Regions from separate parts of the Drosophila melanogaster genome. Here region 1 is linked to region 2. Evidence: chromatin contacts called from public Hi-C data. All regions are on one chromosome and are shown on one strand. Each heading gives the region's core, a stretch centred on a gene start, on an enhancer-like site or on the middle of the called end of the contact. The rest is flanking DNA. Distances are from core to core; before and after follow the strand shown. Region 1 holds the start of scrib (scribble). Region 2 holds the start of Cipc (Clock interacting protein circadian).

Evidence for each region. Hi-C and Micro-C count contacts between places; a contact is called where the count stands out from the background.
Region 1: a contact with region 2 is called in a Hi-C map of the Kc167 cell line, with 4 times the contacts expected there. The contact joins the promoter of scrib here to the promoter of Cipc in region 2. A contact is called at or near these places in 3 of 107 Hi-C or Micro-C datasets (the Kc167 cell line, the ML-DmBG3-c2 cell line and the Sg4 cell line).

Annotation. Positions count from the first base shown.
Region 1 is chr3R:26,533,871-26,538,499 of dm6, forward strand. scrib (scribble) reads left to right here and starts at 2,480. Exons shown (of 25, transcript NM_001260393.1): 1 at 2,480-2,527; 2 at 3,501-3,914. The coding sequence starts at 3,753. It overlaps plum (plum,), which reads right to left and starts at 1,347. Exons shown (of 11, transcript NM_001260388.1): 1 at 854-1,347.
Region 2 is chr3R:26,105,520-26,110,544 of dm6, forward strand. Cipc (Clock interacting protein circadian) reads left to right here and starts at 1,349. Exons shown (of 5, transcript NM_001276054.1): 1 at 1,349-1,823; 2 at 2,066-3,358.

The DNA of each region.
Region 1 (4,629 bases), core at 1,230-3,729, 430 kb after region 2:
ATATTGGAAATACTAGCTTATTTCTTCTGTGCATTGTGGCGTTCATTTGTTTACAGCCCTGCGATATAAAACTTTGTCTCGTTTACATCTTTTTCGAAATATATTGTATAATATTCGGTTTTGGTTTAAGATAAAACCCAAAACTGGAAGATGAGCAAAAAGCCGGCTGAGCAAAGGAAATCACATTGGGGTAGTTGTTGTTATATAAAACAAATTGTACGCGAATTTTTGCACAAAAACACACAGATACACGACACACACACACAAAGAGCCGCAAAATCCGGCGCTCAGGAAAACAGAGAGCGAAAGAGCGGATGAAGAGGACGAAGGGGAGGAAGATGAGGAAACAAACGAATTTCAGCAACGACGCAAATTTCGATTTCCTCGAAATTTCTACCTTCTATTATGCTCGTTCCTCTCCCGACTGCTGCTTCTTCTTGCGCTTCTTGTTTGGGCATCATATACTTTTTTGTTTGCAAAAATAAAAAATAAGGAGAAGAAAACAGTGAAGAAGAAGCAACAGCAGCGGCGGCAGCAGCAGCGCAGCTTACTAAGCTTTTGAGATGCCGCCGTTTTGCTCCTTGTTTTTTGTTTTTGCTACGCTCTTGCTGCTTTGCCTTTGCTTTTTCGGGTATTTTGCCTTTGGGTTTTTTTGCTTTTTTGCGTTTTTGCCTTTTGCGTGAACAAGAAGCAGCAGCAACTACTGTACTTGGAGTTTTTCCTTTGCTACATACATTCGTATATCCTTTTTGCCGCTTTGTTTGTTTGGAATTTCTCAATTTTCAAATACTGATGCCACCCACACGCACACACACAAACGTACACGCACTCCCACTCGCACACATACACGCACTTTACGCTTTTTTGTGCTTTGCTGCGTCTCCAGTTTCTTGTTATTTCGCCCTTTGTTGTATTATGTCATAATTTATTTGTCGCCCAGGACTAAACAATGCCGGAATTTTGCACAATTGATAAAGCCAATGAATCACATTTCGTTTTCATTAGCCCCCACTCGTGCTGTCTTGCTCTTTCTGGCTGCACCGGCTCCTCTCTTTTACTTTTTACTTTTTACTTTTCTGCTACCTTTGTTGTCTTTTTTGCATTTCCGCTTTACGTTTGTGTTTCGCTCGCACTCACGCACTCAAACACACGCAAACACAGACGCACACATAGCTGCAATTACTGTTGTTGCCCAGCTTGTTTAACTTTTGTTTGTTGTTTGAAACACACACAAGCACGCAGCGTCGTCGAAAATATCGCGAATTTACAAGCGCCGGCAAAAATTTACTAGAGAAATCCGCCCGCAATTACACAGAGCGACGCAGCAAACACGTCCAAACTGTTCGCCGAGCTTTGGCGCACTGCTTAACTTATGCTTATGAATGGAACGGCGGCGACAAGCAGCCCGTTCGGCGAAAGAACGAGAAAGCGATAGTGATACTCCCCCAATTTCTCTTTCTCCTCGGCGCTATGTTAACCGATTCGGGAAAGGCGCCGATTTGAATGTAATACGATTGCGATCAGATGGAAAATTCGCATCTGTTTTAAAACGTAAAAGATAAAAACTACCAGCTTCTACTTCTTCTTTACGATGTTGTCTTGCATTGCAAAAATCGAACTCCACAGCTTTAATCATTTAGGCTTCACTTAAACTTAGCACTAAAAATAATGCTCAATATCTTCTTAAACACCAAATAGACATGAAGGAATATCAAATACACATTCCTATGACAAAAAAAAATGTTAAACAATTTCAGCTCTTTTTAACATCAAGATACAAAGAACAAAACCTTTGGGTTTAAATCGGTTAACATTGCTTAACATTAAGCGGTTGTAAGAGAGCAGCAACTTAAGAGAATTTGTACACTCTTTTATCTTGCTCAATTTGAGCTTTGAAGAGAGCCGGCAACTTTTGTTTTTGTTTGCGACGCCAAAATTTCAATGTCGACGTCGCAGTCGGCAGCGTAAGCTTTTCGAGCAGCGAAAAACAAACAAAACGGAATGCGAGTAAAGCAAAAAAGAGACACAAAAAAAATGCAGTTTGTTGAATCTAGTACTAAGATTTAAATTTATTACAGACAAACGTAACTTTTATTTTGCACTAGAAAAATATTACATATTATATTATTATCTTGTGTTATATTATATTATAATTACTTACCGAACACCAAGTACTTTACAGTATTCAAGTTATTTTCCTTTTTTAACGTAATTAATGAAAATATTCATTATCTTTTAATCTTAATTTAAAATATTAACTTAAACTTCATCTCAAATAGGAAGGCGCCGATTAAAAATCGGAAATAGAGATGGCAAATAAAACGAATGGTTGTTGTCTTTACTAAAGGTGAGTTGCGCAGTTGCTAGTAGTGTGACCAGACGGCGATTCACAAAATTTCTCCAAAGTGTGAACGTATGCGAAGATACTTCGTTGATGGAAGAGGAGTGTCACCTTTTTCTTGGTTTTTCCAGAGCGTCATACTGCAAAGAGTTGTTGTTGCGCGCGGGCGGACGACGAGAAAAAATTGTAAACGCGGATGAAAACAACGGTTGATTTTCACCCAACGCTCGTGATTTTCGACCGCTTTTGAGTGTGGAAGCGAAAAAACCGCCTGTTTTTTAACTGCATGAGTGCGTGCGAGTGTGTGTGTGTGCGTGCGTGTACGTGTTCGTAATTTAGACGTGCTGCTCGCTGCGATTTTCGTTGTTCTGTGTGGCCCCTGTAACTACAGTAAATACTCGTGCAAATAACGCGTCAAAGCGTGCGAAAAACGCAGGGAGAACGCCAGCTAGCGCCTTCTCTTTCACTTTTTCGCTGATTCCTCGCCGCCTTAGACTAGCATTTTGTTGTTGCGCAGCCTGCGCGTATATGTGTGCGTTCGTCCGTGTGTGTGCGCTTGTCCTGCGTGTGCGTGTGTGTGTAAATTCCAAAACATACGCCGCTGCACAGTGGCACAAAAACGAGAGAAACGTAACGTAACGAAATAGCTATTTGGATTCCCGGCTTTCGGGCTTTCCCTGTGTGCGTGTGTCCGTTTGGGTGTGTCGCATTAATGTTAATTTTCCGCTGAAGTTTTTCACTATTCCACCATTCCACGCAGCTTCGCTGTGGAGAGGAAGCAACAAATGCGATGCGTTGCGTTGCGTTTCTTGTTTCTTTTAACTAACTACGTGATGCAATGCGTTTTATGGCATTCCAACCAAGTGCCAATTAGAATTGATTATTATTCATTATTTCGCTTATTACCCACACAGGCGCGTGTTTGTGCGTTTGTGTGTAAGCGGCTCTCTTTTGGCGCTCTCTCGCTCGTCCTCTCTCTTTCAAACAAACTCCAGTGAGCCGCAACAACAAAATGGCAAGGCCAGGCAAACACAAAAAAGAAAAAAGTCTATCTTACGTTTTTCCCTTGCCGTTTCACGTAGCGCAACGCCTAACGTAATCGCAATGCGAGAAGCAATCAAATAAATAAATATAAATAAAATGTAAAATTTAATTACAGTGAAAAATGTGGGCGAAACGTGTGCGATAAATAAGAGCCCGAGATAGCGAAAGAAAGTGTCCAACTATCGGTCTGCTACACCGGCACTGTCGATGTCCGCCAGCTAGCCAAGTGCTGCAGAGACATCCTACGATCGAAACGAGCTAACGTTACAATAGAACACCCCCTCCTTTTCCCCCCTCAAACAATCGAAAAGCCGGCAAGACGACGTCCAAAAAGAAGCAGTCACAGCCGACGCGGCCGAAGACGAGCATGTTCAAGTGCATTCCCATCTTCAAGGGCTGCAACCGGCAGGTGGAGTTCGTGGACAAGCGCCACTGCTCCCTGCCGCAGGTGCCCGAGGAGATCCTGCGGTACTCCCGTACCCTGGAGGAGCTCTTCCTCGACGCCAACCACATCCGGGACTTGCCCAAGGTGAGTGCGTAGCTTAGGAATCCTTGAAAATGAACTGGACCAAACGACCAAGGACACTGACATTGGGTTAAAAGCAGTTATTTCATTTCATATTATTGTGAAGAATCCGTTCATGATGCGTATTTGGGTTTCTTGCTAACCAGATCTTAAAACATGAGCACATTTAACCACAAATCGAATGTTTACTTCTGCAATGAATAACAGAAAAGTTTATTAGGTCTTGAAAAATTAATGATTCATGGCGAAAAATAGTCATTCGAAAAGCAAAATAATTGCCAATCATAAAAAATGAAATCGACGATAGATAAAGATACATTATTTTGTATATTATTGTTTAGGATTTTGCCAGTAGTGAGTTGGGAGAGAAAAATTAGAAGTTGGTATCAGAAAAAGTTGTACTGTACATATGGCGTGGTTCCGGAAAATCAACCTGCGCTGACTGACTGACTTCAATGAATCTCAACTTTTGGCGCAAAACCGTAAATGTCATAGTTCAAAGTGCGTGGGAAATTGAATAAACGCCGTCGAGTCAGGTTCGCTTGAAAAAAGTAAAACCTAACCTAAGTGGGCGGCAAATGAAAATTAAATATTAATAGATGCAGTGTTTGTTTGTGCTAAAGTATAGAGATACATACATACAGTGTGCAAAAGCCTCACGTACGAGTATACCTTTTGTTTTATTTGAAATATTCAAATTACAATGCAAACAAGTCCA
Region 2 (5,025 bases), core at 99-2,598:
AATGCAAATGGCCAGACATGTGCGTGATGCTTTTATGGTCGTGTTCCTTTTGTTTTACGCGGCGTACACGTGTCGGCAATTGAAATAGAAAAGCGACCATGGCCCAGACACCCACGAGCCCATTAAAATCACACATAAAGAACATGGCAAAATCGGGGGGAAGCGGTTCCGCAAGGGGGCCTCCAACGAGCGTCGTTGTCGTTGTCTCATGTGTTATGCTAATTTCTCTTTTATTGTTCGCTGCTCGGATTTTGCTGCCATTTACGACAGCAGCAGACGATTAAAGCCAAACCGGAAGTCAGCCATCGTTCCCCGTTTACCGTTAGTGTCGCAGGCGGCTGCGCCGGCAACAGCCAAAGGCCATTGAATTGCCTTTTCATTACGAAAACAGCGCGAAAGGTCGCTCGGAAAATGTATCTGTCAAGACAGTGGGTCTTCGAGCAGAAAAAATATATGCATATTGTACAGCAAGACCTCGCAATGTCGAACGTTAGTACAGAGCTTTCATTTAGGGTTTTAAAATTGTACAAAAATAAATGAATCTTTTATTATTTTAAACAACACTTCTTATATTATTTATATCTATTTTTTATGGTTTAAGAATCTCCCCCGTACTCTGTGTATATATATATAGCAACCCGTCAGCGCAAACACAACTCATTGAAACTCACAGCCATCGCGCAGAGGGAGAGGAAGCAAAAGCAATCGGCCGTAACAAAATTTCCGACACGTGCGACAAAATTGCCTTCTATTGCGACGGGGAGGGGGGTGGAAGTGGGAGGTGATGGCCTGGCCCGAGGGTCCGGATTTAGGCAACCAGAAAGGCACGACCAAAACAAACCCGAACCAAACGCAAAGCAGCTCTCCCCTGGGATTCCCCATTTTCGGGGCGTGTTGCTGGCAACAATGTTGCGGCAACATTTTTCGATTGATTGAGATGCGTTGGCGACTTTTGAATGCGAATGTGTGTCAACAGTTTTTCACTGATGCTATAAATAATTTTATTTTGGTGGATGCTCGAGCATGAGTGTGTGCAAATAAATGATTTGAACCGTTTTCTGTAGATAAGGCCAGCTATAGTAATTTGTTGATTACTCTGCGAGTAAAGTCAACTTATTATTTCGTTGCTTATCGGCTAAATTTGCTAAATTTAGAACTTAGAACTAATTTAATGTTAAATATGGTTTTAAGAATTTAATATGTTTGATTAAAAATATGATCTAACCAAAAATAAATTTATTTTTCTTTTTTTTTTTTTTTAATAATTTCCTAACACATTTGGCCACTTTTGTGGGGTGCGCAGTGAGTGCCCGCTGAGCTACTATTAAAACGACGCTCGTTCGTCGGACCGCGTTCATTCTGCTTTGGGCGGTCGAGGTGTTCGTCTCGCAGTTTGGTCAAAAAACTGGAAAAGCTACGAGAGCTTTGTATTTCGCGCTGAACACGAGCGTTTACGTATTTTGCAGTCGCACTCGAGTATTCGCATATCCGTGTTTGTTGTTTGCCAGCGCGCGTGTGTGCCACTGTGTGTGTGTGTGTGTGTGTGCGTGTGAGTGAGTGTAGCTGTGTGTAGTGGTGTGACGGCCACACGCGCAACGAAAGCGAAAGTTTTGTTTGGCGCGCGTGTTGCCATTGGCGTCTGCGAATTTGCACACACACGTTCCCTTACCTAGAATAGATTAAAAGCGTGTGAAAACAAATACGAAAAAATACAGAAAATAAGAAGAAAAGATAATGTTCATTATTCCCAATGAGGGTGCATTAAATTAAGGGTATCTAGAGCGGAAGAAACACGACATCAACATCATTCCCGCAGCGTCTGGGTAAGTCGGCAGGTCTCGCGAAAAGGTTTGCCATAAATCTCCCGGCATTAGCATCAGCATTTGTGTGCCACACGTGCGGTGCTAAATAATAATACAAAGCCAAAAAAAAAAAAAAAAACACAAAATTGCACTTGACAGCCGACTTCCGATGCTGAAAGCTCTCCTGCCAACTAGAGAGGTTGTCCTCCTGTTCTCTGTATTTTTTTTTTTGCATCCCCCCTGAATTTCCTTTCCCCGTATAGGCGAGATTTTTTCAAGCTTCGTGCCTCACCTTCTGAAGGACGAATTTAGGTCAGGATCCGTGGGCCTTATCACATGACTCATGGCGTGTCCTTTGGCATTTGGGCTTCCTTGTGCTGCGCTTGCATCTGCATTTCGGCGGGCCACATGGCGTATGCGCAATATTGATTTCTTAAGCTCACTAACTGTGACCTTTAAAGCTCGTACTTAAAGTAATTTACAAATTACGAAACAAACTTATGTTAACCAGATTTAAATACGGCTTACTATTAAAATTAAAAAAAAAATAAATGCTCTCTGCGACTGTTTTATTATATACCTCAAATACTCGCGGGAAATATAAAGCATAAAGTTCGAATAATGTTTTGGGCTTCAGGGACTTTCAATGTTTACATATATTGCCAGACGCACTCAATTTTCGCAAGGGAAACAAAGTGTAACTTAAAGAAAACAAAACTTTAACATGTTGATGTGTTAGCCCTTTATTTGTTTCTGTGCTGTCGAATTCCAAGAACTAAGATAAAAAAGTACTTCCTTCCTTTACGTAAATATGTTTTGGTTTTACATCAGCCATTAAGAGTTCGGTCAAATCGTGTGAAATATTCTTGAAATAAGCACAAAGTAATCATAGAGCTTTGTCTGCGATTTGAAAGAAGAGAAAAGTAGGGAGATTTTTCTGGGCCACTTTTGCAGCTGGTTTTTACGGCGTACTAAAAGAAGCGATGGCTCAGCTAAAGTGAATCAAGCTCAAGCTGTGATCCACAATCGACAGCTGTTTGTTTATTTATTTTTTTTACTCACTCTGAAGACTTTGTATTTGCCTAACTACGATTACTTCAAGTCAGTGAGAAACAGTGCAACGAAATGAGCTTAAGTTCTGGGTATTATTATTATCTTCGGTTCATTGGCACTATTGAACCCATTTATTCTGGGCGTATTTCCAACCGGAAATTGCTTTAGGCAGTCGTGGACATTAAACAGGTACCGAGCATATCTATATCTCTGATAGGTAACTCTTGCGCGTGTTTCGGGGGGGCCGCTCCATTCATGACACCCCATGACGCCCATAATCGTAGATTTATCATTTTTGCTCGAGCGCGCGCGTTCCGCATTACAGCAACAAACAAAGCAGTAAAAAATTGGAAAAAATATTAGCCCCATCCGATATATAAATATAAACAAGCAACAACACGGGCGAAGGCAAAAAGAAAAAATAAATAAAAGACAACAAAATATATATGTAGAGCTGATATGCGGATCGTCAGCTTTGGCCCCAAATGTGGAGAAAAGAGAGCGCGAGTTACCACCCCACCCCCTAAACCCCCACGCCTCTAAACAAATCATCGGACACTCAACCGGGAAGACGGCAACTGGAACACCGCATCCGGCCGAATGCTGACATTCCGGCCGAATGCTGACATTACACAAAAGTCGCACTGCAACATTGTCCCCAGCTAGCCAGCCACATGCCGAGTCGGCATGTTCATTATGCTTACAATTAAGAACCTATGTACTTATGTATAAGACGAAAACGGAGGACTCGAGTAGCCACTCTCTGACAATAAACTTCATACTGATTTTGAACTTCAAGAAAGTCAGTCGTATTCTTTATTGGAAATCTTCACACTACAACTATCTGCTGAAACTTAAAAACCTTCATACATTTACACATCATATCTTCACAAAAGGCTCCACCCTCGATCACGGACTTAACTGGCGCAGCCGGTAGGATGTCCTACCTATTAATAATTACCTACCTGTAAGTAAACATGTAAGAAACGAAACAAACTATATGCAAGATGTCGACTGAAAGTGACTAGGAACAAATTTTTATAAAACAAAATTGAAGTTGTGAAGTACCAAATGAAACTCAAACATATATTCAAACACAGGAAAAAAAAAGAGAGAGGAAAAATGTAAAATAAATAAATATACAAAAAAAAAGTGCAAGTGTACCGTACTGCCGCGCTGACGTGGAATCTATCGCTGATCATCACGCCATCGGTATGTCCATACTCTGCCGAACGTCATAATTTTTTTAAAAAAGTGCAAGTGTACCGTACTGCCGCACTGACGTGGAATCTATCGCTGATCATCACGCCATCGGTATGTCCATACTCTGCCGAACGTCATAATTTTTATAAAAAAGTGCAAGTGTACCGTACTGCCGCGCTGACGTGGAATCTATCGCTGATCATCACGCCATCGGTATGTCCATACTCTGCCAAACGTCATAATTTTTATAAAAAAGTGCAAGTGTACCGTACTGCCGCGCTGACGTGGAATCTATCGCTGATCATCACGCCATCGGTATGTCCATACTCTGCCAAACGTCATAATTTTTATAAAAAAAGTGCAAGTGTACCGTACTGCTGCGCTGACGTGGAATCTATCGCTGATCACCACGCCATCGGTATGTCCATACTCTGCCAAACGTCATAAGTTTTTATAAAAAAAAAAGAGTGCAAGTGTACCGTACTGCCGCGCTGACGTGGAATCTATCGCTGATCATCACGTCATCGGCACTTACATACGCTGGCCAACGCATCGCCAAAGCCTCTATATACACTTATATATGTGAGCATACAATATCAACTACAATCCAATACATCCACGTACTGTACCGCCTCGTTGGCATGGAATCAAACGCTGATCACCATGCCACCGTGGTAAACAAACAAAGCACCAAAGCCTCTCTAATACATTGTACACTCAAAACGCACACTGCCATACGTCGGCGAAAAATCAAAACATAAGCAAAAATCATTTCAAACCAAGCGAGGCTCATTCTGCGTACCACAACGACAACGACACTGCATGTGTAGTGGCGCACCCATGTCTGGGTAGCCGAGGTAAGGGGAAAACGCTTGAGTATCGTCAAGTGTTCTTGCCTTTCACTCTTCTACAATGGGTTGCTACGCTCATGTATTGCACATTCAAAATAACCAAAACAAATGTACTA